Regions from separate parts of the Mus musculus genome. Here regions 1 and 2 are each linked to region 3. Evidence: chromatin contacts called from public HiChIP or PLAC-seq data. All regions are on one chromosome and are shown on one strand. The core of a region is the stretch at or near the end of the contact, and the rest is flanking DNA. Distances in the headings are between cores, read along the strand shown.

Region 1 (4,325 bases), core at 1,059-3,558, 590 kb before region 3:
AAAAACCAGTCGAAGGAGTTTCTCAGCTGCAGGTGTAGCCCATGGTCAACACATATGAGATGTTGCTCCACCTCAATGTGGTCTGATCCCATAATAAAGACTTGTGTTGACATCTTACTTTTCTTCAAGGTCTTGATCAAGTTTTTAAGTCTATAAAGGGAACTACTTTCCAAATTCATCTTCTTTTCTTTGAATTTTGGACATACGCCTTATTTAACTAACACTTGGTAGTATCATATTGTAACTGAACCATGATTGACTGTGAACCTGTAATGAGCCATGTGTGTTCTTATATCCAACCAGATCAGAGTCATTATACGCCAGAAATTGACATGGATTAACAATATTAACAACAGCTTCATGATTCTAATCTCATTTAACCTTATAAAAGTTCTATGAGGTAGATGCTACTATAGTCCTTTCTTTTATCACAAGAACACCAAATCTGGGAGGACAGAAGTAACTTATCTGAGGCTAGAGAGCTAAAAAGTGGATCTGCGAGTTCTTAGCTAGTGCTCTCTTTCCCTTATCCCATTTTATTAGAGTTTGATTCTCTGGTTCATAATTTTATACTCTCAGATGTTCTCCCATGGCAGGTCTGTGCAGTAAGAGCGGCAAGAACAGGAGAACTCTGGGAATTTGCAAGCTGAGTTGGGAGAGCCTGGCGAAGGCTCATTGCCTCTGTTGAAGAAATGTCCAGGTTTGTTAAATGTGTCTATTCAGAGCTGCCCTGTGGATCAGCCATACACTAGGGTTGACATGATGGAGAACATTGAAGAGTGTCTTCTTCACTCGTAGTTAACCCATCCCAGGCTGTTTTGGTATATTCCCTTATCTGCAGTTGTCAAGAGCAACTTTCCTATGAATACTCCTTGCCTGCTGCTTATGCCAAGGGAGTGGATATTACCAGGGATCAGCTAGGACTTGGAATTTTATAGGATATCTCTGGAATTGGGAGCAGCAATAGACGTACATGCCACTGGGAACCACAGTGGACTTGAACTACGGGCCCATCTATAACTGAGACGGGGAGCCTATGGTTGTACAAAACTATCTGTGGGTCATAGGATTACTGCTATGTATCCCTAACCCCAAATTTCTGGTTCAAGTTCAAGAAAGAAACTCATGACTTCTGCTCAAGGCACACACTGCAAAGTATCAGGGCTGGAAGAGACTAAGCAAGCATAGAATGTTGTTTTATTGACTCTCATTCTGTGTCTATAGTGATGGTGAACACCATGAATTGATGGTAATGTTTCCCCTGGACAGGCTTAGATGTAGCCTCAGGCTCTTCTAATGCACCGTGAGCAGCCATGGAGTTGGTAGAACCTTCAGCTTTGAGCTGGACTCTTTTTTTTTTTTTTAATGGCTGACTCTCACTTGCACTGTGATAATGGAGGTCAGAGGTATCCTGCATGGTCAATAGGAGAGCTTCTTTCTCTGTTGGGTGTAATTAGGAAGGTGTTAGAGGGACCAGAAATGATAGGGTACCAAGCTGGAGTCTCGTCTTGATGCCACAAGAACGTGAGTGATCTTAGGTTAGGCATGACCTCCTCTGACCTTAGTTTGCCTCCCCTGAAATGAAAGGCTAGAGAGGACTGAGAGATGACATGGCTTGCTTTCAGATGTGTGGCCCTGGGACATTTTTTCTGCAATGTTGAGATATTTACATTACTTATGCCCCAATTCTTTGAGGACAGACATGGGACAGTCTCATTGCCACCCTACATACCCATATTCCTCGTAGACATTGGTGGCTCTTCACAGCTCTCTACCTGAACCTGTATGGATTTGACTATAGATGCCTCAGCACACGTTTTGGCAAAGATTATAGACAGCTACTGACAACCTACTGGGGTTTGTAGTTAAAAGTAAATGACAGAGTATAAATGGTATGTAGAAACAGTAACTTTGTGGAGGTGATTGAAAGTCAGGTCTTCACAGAAGGATGAAAGAAGAAACAACAGAAAAAGAAATGAGGAACGAAGATTACCTCGTCTTCAGGAAATTCCGTTTTATTTTGCTTTGGAAAATGCCACCCAGGGCTTCCTAGCTTCAGGCAAAGTCTGCCAGCTCACCTGGAACTTTGCTGCCTTTTCTAGGAATGAAGACCATACTGGAGGAATTCAGGAGTGAGGCTCAGGAAAAACAGAGAGTTGAAAATGGACCGAAATATCAAACAAGGCCAGAGGGCTACATTGCTATTTCAGACCAGTTGCGGTTTGACTGGCCTGAATCTGTGGAGACTTGCTTCCAGGCCTTCAGCTACAGGTTTGGCATTTCATCTGCTAGATGGCGCTGTACTCTAAGGAAAGGCATAGTCAGTCCTGCTTGACTTGGAGCCTGGGGAAGGCAGAACAACTGGGCAAGGCCAGCCTTTGCCCTGCAGCACCAACTCCTTCTGCCGGGGTGCCTCTTACTCTCTTTTCTATCTTTTCTATTTTATTTTGTAGTGTGGTAATGTTGTATGCTAAATCTGATAAGTTACAAGGCCTTTGTATCCTGGACAAAAGTGAGACAAAATGAGAAGTACATACATAAGACACACACACACACATACACACACACACACACACACACACACACACACACACACACACACACACAGAGTGGGGGGCAGAGAGAGGAGGAGAGAGAGAGGCAGAGAGATGGAGAGACAGAGAGAGAGACATACAGAGAGACAGACAGAGAGAGAAAGAGAGAGACAGAGACAGAGAAGAGGAAAGGGGTAGAGGTGATGACATTTAGGTCTCCTTGAAACCTCAACTGGTCTGTGGCCTTAACTTGACCAAAGGCCCTGGAAAATAGAAACAGTTCTCTCTGCATCTTGCCTCCTGAGTTGGATGCCTGGGGCTCCAGCTTTACACTGAAGCCCTCTAACTGAGATCTATCCAAGGCCAAGCTACTACACATAGGCACCAAGATCCAGTTTTCTGTGCAATTTTGATGCTAGGCTGCCAGGCAGGCTCCTGGTGTGCACATGCAGCCAGGGATAGAGTTTGCAACCCCCTTTATGGTATCAGTAGCCAGAAGGAGTGGAAACAATGATAAAGAGGGAGTGTGTAAACCAGGAGGGGACATAATGGCAGCAAGAGGAGAGAGAGGGATAAGGGAGGAGAGGACCAAGAATGGGGGTGAAGGGTGTGGGAAAGGAAGGATCACACAAGGAGGACCAGGCATCCAGAAAGAAAGGGCAGTGGAGAGATGAGGGCACACTGGTGCTGGATGGGAAGGCGGTGGGGGGCAGGAAGAGGTGAGAAGTGGAGTGAAGCTTTTCCAGTAAACATGAAAGCGGAGACACAGACCCAGCAGAGGAGGACAGCTCTGCTGGGCAAACAAGAAAACAGAGAGCGAGAAACGGCTGGGAACTGCAGAACCCCCCCCCCCCCCCCCGACAAGACAAGGTTCCTCAAAGGAGCACAGCCACAGCAGTGAGGATGTTGCAGAAGAAGTTAGTCAGGAGATGGGCAAGGAGACATTGAAGCAGAAAGGGAAGGAGAAGCAAGGGAGCAAGAGAGCAGAGCTGAATTTAGAAAGGGAGAAAAAAAAAGTGAGCAGAAACAATATGTTAAAAGCCTTCATGGGGAGGGCAAAGGCATAGGGAAAGAGCTGTTTATAGAATGTTTACATTAGAGCCTTAAAAACCGGAATGTGTGTCTTGGAGTATAGCCATTGTCTAGGAAACACAGCATGGCTTTTAAGCAAATGGTGGAGTCATCAGGGCCACACAGAGCAGATCACACTGGCCTGCTTTGTGGGCTTGCCCAGAGCTGCCTTCTTGTTGGCGGCCAGCCGGGGATGGAGGCTAGCTACCTGCTGGGCCTGCTGTCTGACAGAGGGCTATCCCTGTTCAGTTCATGGTGCTTTGAGTCCAGACGCATCCGTTCCTCTTGCAGGCTAAGAATTGCATCAGGATGCGGTCCGTTTGAAGCTGCTTCGAGACAGATGTCGGGTAGAGTAAGAGGAGAGACATGGTCAAAGGCATCCTAGGGTGGAGGTGAAAGGACAGGTCCTTGGAGTCTGGTGGCCACAGTTCGGTTCTGAGGTTTCTTTGTTTTTTATTTTATTTTATTATTATTTTTTTTTATCACGCTACCATGTAAACTAGCACATGTCTGTTTGCTGCTTTGAGCCTTTGGTAAGTGATCTATAAACTTTGCATTTTGTGGGGTTGAGAGACAGCTCAGTCAGTCAAATGCTTGGTACCTAAGCGCAAGGCTACAACGTTCAATTCCCAGACCGCTCTTAAAAAAAAACAAAAAACAAAAAAACAAACAAAAAAACAACTGGTGTTGAAGATACTTAGTGCACACTTAGCTCAGCAC
Region 2 (4,879 bases), core at 397-2,896, 930 kb before region 3:
AGTCTATATACTTAGTTGGGCTAGCCAGGGCTACAAAGAGAGACTTTGTTCTCCCCAGCACCCTCACCAAATTAGAACAGGGGGGAGGGCTGAAGAGACGGCTTAGTGGATAAAGTACTTACCATGCAAACACTGGTATAGAAGCTTGGATCCCCATCACCCACATAAAAAGCTGGGCAGGCCTGGCTGCCACCTGTAATTCTACTCTGAGGAGACAGGGATCCCAAGCAAGCTAGCTGGATCAGAAAGCTCTGAGTTCAGTGAGACTCTGCTCATAAAATGGAATGCCTGAGGAAGACACAGGAGCAAAGCTCTGGCCTCCCTATACTTCCAAACACACATACAGTGGCACATTACACTCAGACACTCAACAACAGTAACAGTAACAACAAAATTCTAGTTAAAACAGGTTTTTAATTCTGAGAGTCAAAATGTCACGTTGCAAATGTGAACACTGCTGTGGTCTGCTACGTGTGAGAGTGAATCCTTTTGGCGTACAGCATGTTTTGAGAAGCAGGAAAACATGATTAACTAGGAAGACCATCACCTTGCTTTAGAAATACAGAATCAAAATGAGATGAATCCGAGGAAAAGTCCACACACAGGTGAAGCCAGAAGTCTGCACACCTCACTCTCAGTGCCAGTCCCAGCTTATAGACTTCGCTGAGCGGAATGGTGCTATCACCCAACCACAAATTAAACAAAGCTGTTTACAGAGGTGACAAACATGAGACTGGTTTTTAATTTTAAACAGTCAAGTAGCAAACTTGCATATGAGTAGAGATTAAATACTCAAAACACCTCAACAGATTTAGTAGGAAAAAATTTAAGAAACAATAAAAATCTTCAATATTTAGAAGAACATAAGTCTGAACACACTCTGTACTATGAAGGGCTGTTTATGACTGGAAAACAGTGTGTGTCTCGGAAAAGTCTAGAAACTTAGTGGACTACAGTCATGTCAACACTCGCTCTTGTAGGCTTCCACCATACCTTATAAACTCTTCTCCAGTTCTTTTTGTTGTCTTTTAGCATCCGGGACCAAAGCATGTTCATGAGTTCTGGGAACTGCTCATACATAAAGGTAGCCCTGAAAGAGAGGAGTTTCCTTAAGCATCTGTAGTAGCATAAATCTGACAATAGATGGCAGCCTTGCTCTAGGTTCTTTGGACTACCCAAACAGCTTAGAAAAAAAATAAGCCGAAATCAAATTTTAATGACACTCCTCCTAAAACACACTTCCTCTTATTCTTCACAACACACAGCACATCATGAGGAATCACGGTGCCATCCTGCAAGCTTTTTCTTCATGGCCTCAGTGCCCCACATTGTCACCAAGAAAAAAGTGTGTGATTTTTTTTTACTTCAAATATTTTATACGTGTTCTTCAAAATTTGCAAGGAAAGCTATTAAGTCTTGGCTGACGCATCATTAAAAGCTAATTTTTAATGGGAATGGAACCTATATAAAACTCTCCACACTAATCAAAATGGATTATGCAGAACATATGGCTGATAGTTAAACAGGTTAAAACTGAAAGCAAACTTCACTTTCTGTGTAAAGACACTTTGATTCTTTCTGTACTGTTGAGTCAAATTACCACTTACTTGGCAATCTCTCCCATGAGCTGCCCAGAAGGTCCCCAGGGATCATCATTCGTTGCTTCTCGAACCTTAGACTCAATCTCTGAGTAATTCATAACCACATTGGTGCTGCAGAGGGAAAATGCACATGTGCATGTGCACACACACACATATAGATACATAAAGATTAGCATCAAAACTGAGCAACACATGAAAACTAAATGATACTAACGTATGTCTTAATGAGCCACATCTATGGAGTGGGGGGCAGCTCTGCTCACAGGCTACTCCAAAGACACGACATTACACACTTAAGTTATCTTAAGAATTTAGCTTTCAAGAATGCAGAGGAATGTCATCAGCCCTGGCCCAAGTCCAGGAGACATGGTCTGATCTCAAAGACAAACGGACACGCTCAAGTCTATCACAGAGCCAGGATGTTCACCTTCTCTCTGCCCGTGCTTTACAAGAGGTCGGGTTTGTGTTTATAGGAATTCTGTTCTCTTACACTAAATTACAGTGGACAATTCTGTGTGACATTTAAAAAAGACATAACACAAAGAGAATATTCTACAACTGTTTAAAACTATTACCAACATTTCCTTCTGTATCAGTGTTTTTCTCTAACAAAAACTTAATTATTAGTTATTGTAAACCTCACACCTTCACTGGCTACATAATATTTTACTGGGAAATGATATTTAACTTTTCCTTGAGACTTCTAGTTTTTTGACAAGAACATGGGAGACAGAAAACCTGATTCCAACCCCATTTCATGAAGCAGTTTTGTTTTAACCTTGGTTTCAACTGTAGACTGGGAAGAGGCTCTGTACACCTCAAAAGACAGCATAGAAACTGGTGCTGCTCTCCTGCCTGACAGACAGGTGATGCTCAGTTAATAACTGAGAGCCATCCTATAGCAAGAAAGAACGCTTTCAAAGGGTAAGACACAAGACAGCAAAACACTTGATTTTTTTTTTTTAAACAGCCATGTGTATGGGATCTGAAGGAAGAAAAGCCATAAAAATGTGAGTTCATCTGATGTATATAGTTCCCATTACTACTGAATGTGTGTTCTAACAGATGAACACAGCAACACAAAATCAAAACTAATAAATGAGTGAATAAAATCAGATTTAGATAGCTACTACTCATATATCCTCCCTTCTTTTGCTATGTGGCTTTTTAAAAGTCATCAAAAGTTGTTTTCTAAATACGGAAGGATCAAGGCTCAGCGCTTTTAGACCTTGTCTGCTGCCATTCGTTCCTTCAAGGAGTTTAGCTTAGTTAAGTCACTGACAAACAGATCCACATCAGCACTGAGACAGTCACATATAGACAGTTGGTCAGGTCACAGAACAAACAGTGCAGCTCCTACACCGACACCCACAACAGGACTCTACCAAGAAAAGTGTCCCCTGAATGCCAGGGACACCCCCTCCAACTGCACAACTAATGCGATAATATAACTAAAAGTTATTTCCTTAGGAACCCACAACTTTTGGGGCTCTTGAAGACTTTTAATGAATTTTCCTAATATTCCAGAGATGATTCTGTTGACAACAATTTATATATAAATAATGGTGTTGCTCTTCTCCTTAATTTTTATCAACAATGGAAACAAAATGAAGGCAAGCCAGCCAAAACCAGATCTACAATTTAAGATAATACAAAATGATGGATCTGACACTTTTGTTTATTCTGGTGGCTAAAGACTGCATGGTTGTGGGCAGCTAAAAGCATTCAAACGTAGCTGGGAAGATGAACCACACCAAACAGGGTTATAATCCACCCTTGCATTTTGTCACAGAGATCTCCACTATAAGATGAAGGCGCCTGTACTCCATGTCCATGAAATATTTTCACCAGAGCATTCAGCAATGCTAGGGCTCTTGGAACACTGCTTTCCTTGTTCAAGCTACAAAGGCCCGAGGGTCAAATGAGAGCCCTTTAAAGGCTCGTAGCTGAAGGCCTGTGTGTTGGGGCGGTGAGTGTTTAGGAGAGATGGCAGAGATCCAGAAGTTTAAGAATTTCCTCATTTCCTTAACTGAGAAACAAAAGGAGCCATTAAAACATACCGTTGGGTATAAAGGACATCCACAGAAGGATCATATGCTGTTACCAGGACAGCAAAAACCTAATACTTTCATGAGAATGCTGTTTTAAAGCTTTTTTTTTCCTTCTTCAATAAAACTGCTGCTTTCAAAAATGATCAAAAAATGAAGTTGATATCATAAAGAACTCTAGATTAAAAAAAAAAAAAACTTTTTAAAGCTTCATTAAGCCAGAAACAACCGTAACAAACAACAAAGAACCCTGTGTAGCACAGCCTTATTCCATTTCCATTTTAAAGCACCGATTTCTAAAAAGGTAAATAGAGCTTTTGACCCGCTGTTGTTTGGATAGCCTCAATCTTGGACCTATTCTTGACATCAATAACCTTCTAAAAATGAAAAAAAATTCCCTTTAAAAATAAAAATTAAAAACAATTAAAAAAATTTACTTCCCTGTAGCTTAATTCTAAATCTTCCCAGGTCTGGGAGAGATTTGTGTCCTTGTTGATTTCAGTCACTAGAGGGGGCCCTGTAATCAATTTTTGGACACACAAACTCCAAAGAAATGTCTGAACTTGGCTTTGCTGAAGAGCAGGAAAGCAGGCTTCCCAGCACTTGGGCAACTGCCAATCAAGTAGTTTTTATGCTCGTAGCATAAAAGCATGCTTTACTAGAAAATATCCACAGAGCAGAAGGGAAGAAGTGTGGGCACAACTCAGGTCCAGCTGTGAACGGAGGAGCACTGCGGTAGCAAGTATTGTTCCCACTCTGTCTTTTTTCCAAATGGGGTCAAACGGGTTTGTATCTTCACAGAGCACCACCCTTCTAGTCTAAGCTTACAATTCAATGTTCTGTTATATGCAGGTGTACACATTTCACAGGAAGACAGACAGAAACAGACCCAATAACTTAGTTCCAAGCACCAATTTCAAACCATACTATTTCCTTTATACTCCCTCAATTTCCCCAGTCCACCCTGATGAGCATTCTTACACTCTAGCCACGGGAAACAATACAATCCTACTAAAGTGCACAACAAATTCTGTGTGCCAGTTGCCTCCGCTGTAACTGTCCTACAGGTTAGGACACAGGACACTCCTTACACTTGTGATGGTCTTTGGTTTGGATAGTTAAGTGCTGCAGCATAGTAACTGAAGTTTGCACCCAGTGCTGTGGGAATAAGCCACGGGACAAATGCAAATGCCCACAACTGGAACAACACTAAAACCAGTCCTGAGGAGG
Region 3 (4,762 bases), core at 1,659-4,158:
AAGGAGTAGCCATAGACATGTCCCAATTTGAGAATTAAATTATCTTTCCTCATGATGGCACCAACTCTGACACTTTATAGAGGGCTTCCTTTATTGTCAGCAATATGGGACAGTGGATTTTATTTCCCTTTGGACAATGAGATTGTGGTTAGCATAACATCAGTGAATCTAACATCAATCTGCTGTCAAAAATTCACTTTATGAAGGCCAGAGAGAGGTTGCGCCGAAAGCAGCCACACAGAGGGCTAGATGTATAAACACTGAAGAGAAACTGAAATCAATTCTGAGCACAGCAGAAGCCAGAGCATCACTGGCATCCACAGGCACCTGCCATTTTAATATTCAAACAATAGGATAGTTACTGAAACAGCGATCAATTCTTAAAGGAGAGCTGCTCCCAGCAGAGTTTATTTGTGGTCCTCTGTCCAACATCCATTAGACAGGGACCCTGTCTCTAGAAGAGTAGATTCAAATAAATAGTAAGAGCGGAAATAGATTCTATTCTCTCTGTTTACTTTATTACTATTGATTTCTGAATTCCCTCCAATCTATTTCCTAACTGGGCAGATAATATACATTTAGTACTGAAGGTAATTATCTAAAATGAACCCAGTTTGCAGTTGGGTGATAAAAAAGAGAGGGGGTACCGATAGATTAAACACTTATACATTAACAAGTATGGCCGGCTGTATTAATATAAATACTAGGGTCTTAGCATGCTTACTTTATGGCTAGATATAATTTTGTAGGCTAATTGTGAGTTCTTGTATACATGTGGGCATATTTTATTTCCACTGTTCTATACTTTATGACATTATTTTATGGTACAAATACTATAATAGAAAATAAAATTATTTCAAATATGTTTTATTTGAAAGGCATCTACCTCCCTCAAAAAAAAAAGAATTATGTAGGAAAAAAATTTAAGTGTTCAAATGCTTTAGAACAATTTAGTTGTAGGAAATTACAATGGTTATTAAAGCATCAAGTTAGAAAAGGAAGCACACAGCGCATCATAATGCAGTTATATGTGAAAGATGGGCTTAACTAGTTAGCAGTAGCCGGTGGGAGAATACAGTAAGTCTACACTGTGTGAAATTATGCTTCTCTTCAATGCCGTGCTATGGAGAAGACTTAGTGTGTGAGGAAAGGGGTATATTAAATAAAGCAGAAGATGAAGCTGCATGTGTGAATAGACACACAGTACAATATAGTCACAGATGCAAAACAAAACAAAAAAAGATGTTTGCCTGTGTTTGTTATACATAGAAAAATAACAGAGAAGTCCAGGGAGGCATTGCCATTACTGGGTGATGAGTACTGGGTGAGTTTGTACCCTTTTATCCTCTCTTGGTTTTTGCTTTTTGGGGGGGGGGTTGTTTGTTTATTTGCTCTGTTTTGCTACATAATTAGCACACGTTATTTTGTGAATGGTGTTTTGAAATGGAAATGATTGTTATTTCCTTGAGCAAATCATCCAGAGATGTGTGAGAGGAGCACTTGGACTCACTAGCAGGCTTAGTAGCCACTCTTCCTACCCTTGGCTTGTGAGACCTCAAGGGTGTTCTCCAGCCAAGGACTCCTGGGCCAGAGCTTTAGTGAGAACTGCCCATTAGCAAGCTAGAGAGTCTCATGCACATTCCTGCTACATGCCAAGTGTGGGACACTCACTTGCAAAGGGGCTGCAAGCTTATGGAAATCTTGAAGTAGTTGGAAATAATGTTAGGATTTGATGGTAGATTCTAGGGTCACACTGGCAGATAGTGGCTCCTGTGGTCACACTGTCCAAATACTTGGCAGATGACTCAACCCTTCTTGCCTCCTTCTCCTTATCTGTAGCATCAGGGCAGTACTTGTGGCCGAGTCGTGCTCGAGCCAATGCTTCTGCATTTGTAAACTCTTAGAAGCAGACAGCACATAAGTACTGACATTGTTGTTAAATGAATCCTATGAATCTGAGTTCGTTGGTCAGAAGTCCTTATAACGAAGAGCCAAATATGGTCAGAATACATGTCAAATCATTGCCCTTCTCTAAGTGGTCAGAGAAGCCTTTCTTGGGCATGGCTGTCATTTGCTGGTGAAACTAAGTCATTAGGTACTTCCAGGCGCCTGGTAAGGCTTCACATATCCACCCTGATGCTCTGTAATGGTGATGGTAGCACTAAGGTTCAATGACTAAGTTGCTAAGTGCAAGTATTACTTGTAGCTTTGTATTGAGTACTCTATATTTAGAGTTTCATCTAAGACATAAAACCAAGAAGGTATTCCATAAATATTTACTCAGTGGGAGAAAAGAATGAATGAATTGAGTGAATGACTTCATCACATCCACATCAAGTATACTACTTCTAAACATATTACCTCAAGGTAGGCATGGTTTGATACATTTGTCATTGATTGTTAAGTAGAGTGATATATTCCTTTAACCCCAACACTCCAGAAACAGAGGCAGGATGATATCTGTGAATTAGAGGCTAGGCTGGTCTACATAACAAGTTCCAGGGCAGCCAGGGAGACTTCTTCTAAAACAAAACCAAAAGTGAAACAAACAAACAAACAAACAACAAAAAGAAAACCAAACCAAACCAAACCAAAAGAATCAAGCAACAACAACAACAATAATATCAAAAAACTAATGTGGAAACATCAATGCTTTCAGACTAGAAAATGTACTCTTGTTCATGTGGAAACCATAATGTCCATATCAAAAGAGCAGACAAGTATAAACACTTTTTTCCTCCAAGATGGAAACAAATCATAGCTCAGACCTTGAATGTCTTCTAGAACGTTTCATAGGAACGGTTGGGAGGAAGAGAGCCCTGAACTCAGAATCCAAAACAGTAGCAGCAGCAACCAGAAACAGGCAGTTCATGTAACTGGTTCTGTGGTTTCCACGGCCAGGTAGAGCGTGACAAGAACGTTACAGGAACTGACATCAAGTCCAGAACTAGCCATAGAAGCGGTCTACATGGTAAATGTCACTATAACAACAGTCGCTACGGAACAAAAGGGGAAAACCTGTTGAGATCCTGCCTAGTTGTGTTGTGAGCACTCCTGAGGGCCTCTGCGCACACTGCATGTTTGAATGTGTAGTGTAAGCTTTAGCCTTTTCTGGAGGTGAATCTTGGCTCCAACACCTGGGGGACTGGGAGACTGGGAGACTGGGAGACTGGGAGACTGGGAGACTGGGAGACTGGGAGACTGGGAGACTGGGAGACTGGGAGACTGGGAGATTGGTGAGAAGCCCAGTGTCCTGCGGTTGTAAAACCTTGATAGGGTCTCCAAGTCATTTTCCTCAAATGTGTGCAACCCACGAAGATAATTATAGATGACCATTTCGTAAGCACTTTATTGCTTCCCCCCCCCCATAAATTTTAATTTTGGAAAGTTAAAAGTGAAAAAAATGTGGTTTCAATTTCCTACAAATTGCACACAATTTAGTTTTAACAAGAAAATAGGAACAAAGTGGGGGGGGGGTCATGTTCTTTAAAGTGAATTAGGAACTAGAGTTTGTTTCTACCCACTCAATGCCATGAGAAAAATAAAGCACAAGATTTAGGATCAATGCCTCCCAAAAATGGAACTCATGAACCATGGTAGAGAGACATAGTCTTTAAAAAAAAAATCTAAACATGATGTAAGCAGTCTAACAGCAGAGTAACACCATTGAACTGAGCTAGTCTGTGTCTGTAGAGAAGAAAGCAAACTTCATGAAGGCCAGAGGGAAAATGGTGAATGAAACTGGGGTAGATGCTGATAACCCTCACACATACGTAGCAGAATGTGTGTGAATAAGAAAAGGCTGCATGACCTCATGAGCTCTTCATTTTACTCTCAACTGTGCTGCCTACAACGAAAGACAATTAAAAACAATTATTCCTGAAATTATTTAAACACACAGCTAAAAATAGAACAAAGCAACAGAATTACAGAATTGTCAATATATATGAATATATATGTGTGTGTGTGTACATGTATAAACATATATACATATATGTGCATAGAATATATATATATATATATATATAAAAGAAATTGTATCCTTCTGCTGAGACCTGGCTGTCATCTCGGTGTTAGATCATGTTTTTTCCAAGGTAGTCATCTGTGGCGACTAGCCTGTTAAAGACAGGAAACCCACAAAGTGTCTCTACCACACCAAGCACACTAGCTGGAAAGCAAACAATGAAATCAGTCAGCCAGGTGTTTTCTCTCGTGTGCCAAACTTGGATTGGATATTGTGTCTCCTTAATTTGTCCTCTGCCTTGGTAGCTGTGCACTCTGTTTGGTAAGAAAAATTATGCAAGTAATAAACTACTTCATCAAAGTTGTTTCTCTTTTGATCAAATTACATTATTCAATTATACCACCGACCCTTCTCAAATGTTCTACTTCCAAAAAGGTTTACTCCCTAACATGCCCTAAGAATCCTTCCAAAATATTAGCATTTGTAGTCTTTAAAATAAACAAATAAACAAAAAGACCCTCACTACTTCAAGTTTTCTGATCAAAAATAATAACTCCCTAGTATTTTTTTTCTAATTAGGGTTGAACTTGCAAGACTAGAATGCCTCTGACTATCGGAACATGGAGTTCTGGCTTTCAAAGGTCCAGCCATAAACTTAGACTTGGCAAACTTAGCATATTACTCATTGGCTAATAATCCCATTAGTCAAAACTGCAAGCTCTTGGTCAAGTGCATATTTTATATATTACTGCATGAAACCCTAGCAGGAGTCCCACATCCCAAATGTCTTTTGAAGGC

The links. HiChIP or PLAC-seq counts read pairs in DNA pulled down with a chosen protein or histone mark.
Region 1: a contact with region 3 is called in a CTCF HiChIP or PLAC-seq map of pro-B cells, with 28 times the contacts expected there. The contact joins two enhancer-like sites. A contact is called at or near these places in 2 of 15 datasets of contacts at CTCF or cohesin (large pre-B cells and pro-B cells), 2 of 484 Hi-C or Micro-C datasets (large pre-B cells and pre-B cells) and 2 of 115 datasets of contacts at active chromatin or transcription factors (embryonic fibroblasts and large pre-B cells).
Region 2: a contact with region 3 is called in an H3K27ac HiChIP or PLAC-seq map of embryonic fibroblasts, with 6 times the contacts expected there. The contact joins two enhancer-like sites. A contact is called at or near these places in 2 of 115 datasets of contacts at active chromatin or transcription factors (embryonic fibroblasts and large pre-B cells).

The regions. Positions count from the first base shown.
Region 1 is chr11:45,537,619-45,541,943 of GRCm38.p6, reverse strand. No RefSeq gene overlaps it. Among named protein-coding and RNA genes, the nearest start is that of Gm22284, 100 kb to the left of the region's middle. Within about 2 kb of position 2,308, at least 23 of the 459 cell types and tissues checked have an H3K27ac peak or open chromatin away from gene starts, as enhancers often do. A contact at or near this core is called in pro-B cells, where this site is marked.
Region 2 is chr11:45,880,543-45,885,421 of GRCm38.p6, reverse strand. It overlaps Clint1 (clathrin interactor 1), which reads right to left. Exons shown (of 12, transcript NM_001045520.4): 2 at 1,608-1,712; 3 at 994-1,090. Among named protein-coding and RNA genes, the nearest start is that of Clint1, 31 kb to the right of the region's middle. Within about 2 kb of position 1,646, at least 66 of the 459 cell types and tissues checked have an H3K27ac peak or open chromatin away from gene starts, as enhancers often do. A contact at or near this core is called in embryonic fibroblasts, where this site is marked.
Region 3 is chr11:44,948,712-44,953,473 of GRCm38.p6, reverse strand. The region is part of intron 10 of Ebf1 (early B cell factor 1); the gene reads right to left. Among named protein-coding and RNA genes, the nearest start is that of Gm51859, 140 kb to the left of the region's middle. Within about 2 kb of position 2,908, at least 60 of the 459 cell types and tissues checked have an H3K27ac peak or open chromatin away from gene starts, as enhancers often do. A contact at or near this core is called in embryonic fibroblasts and pro-B cells, where this site is marked.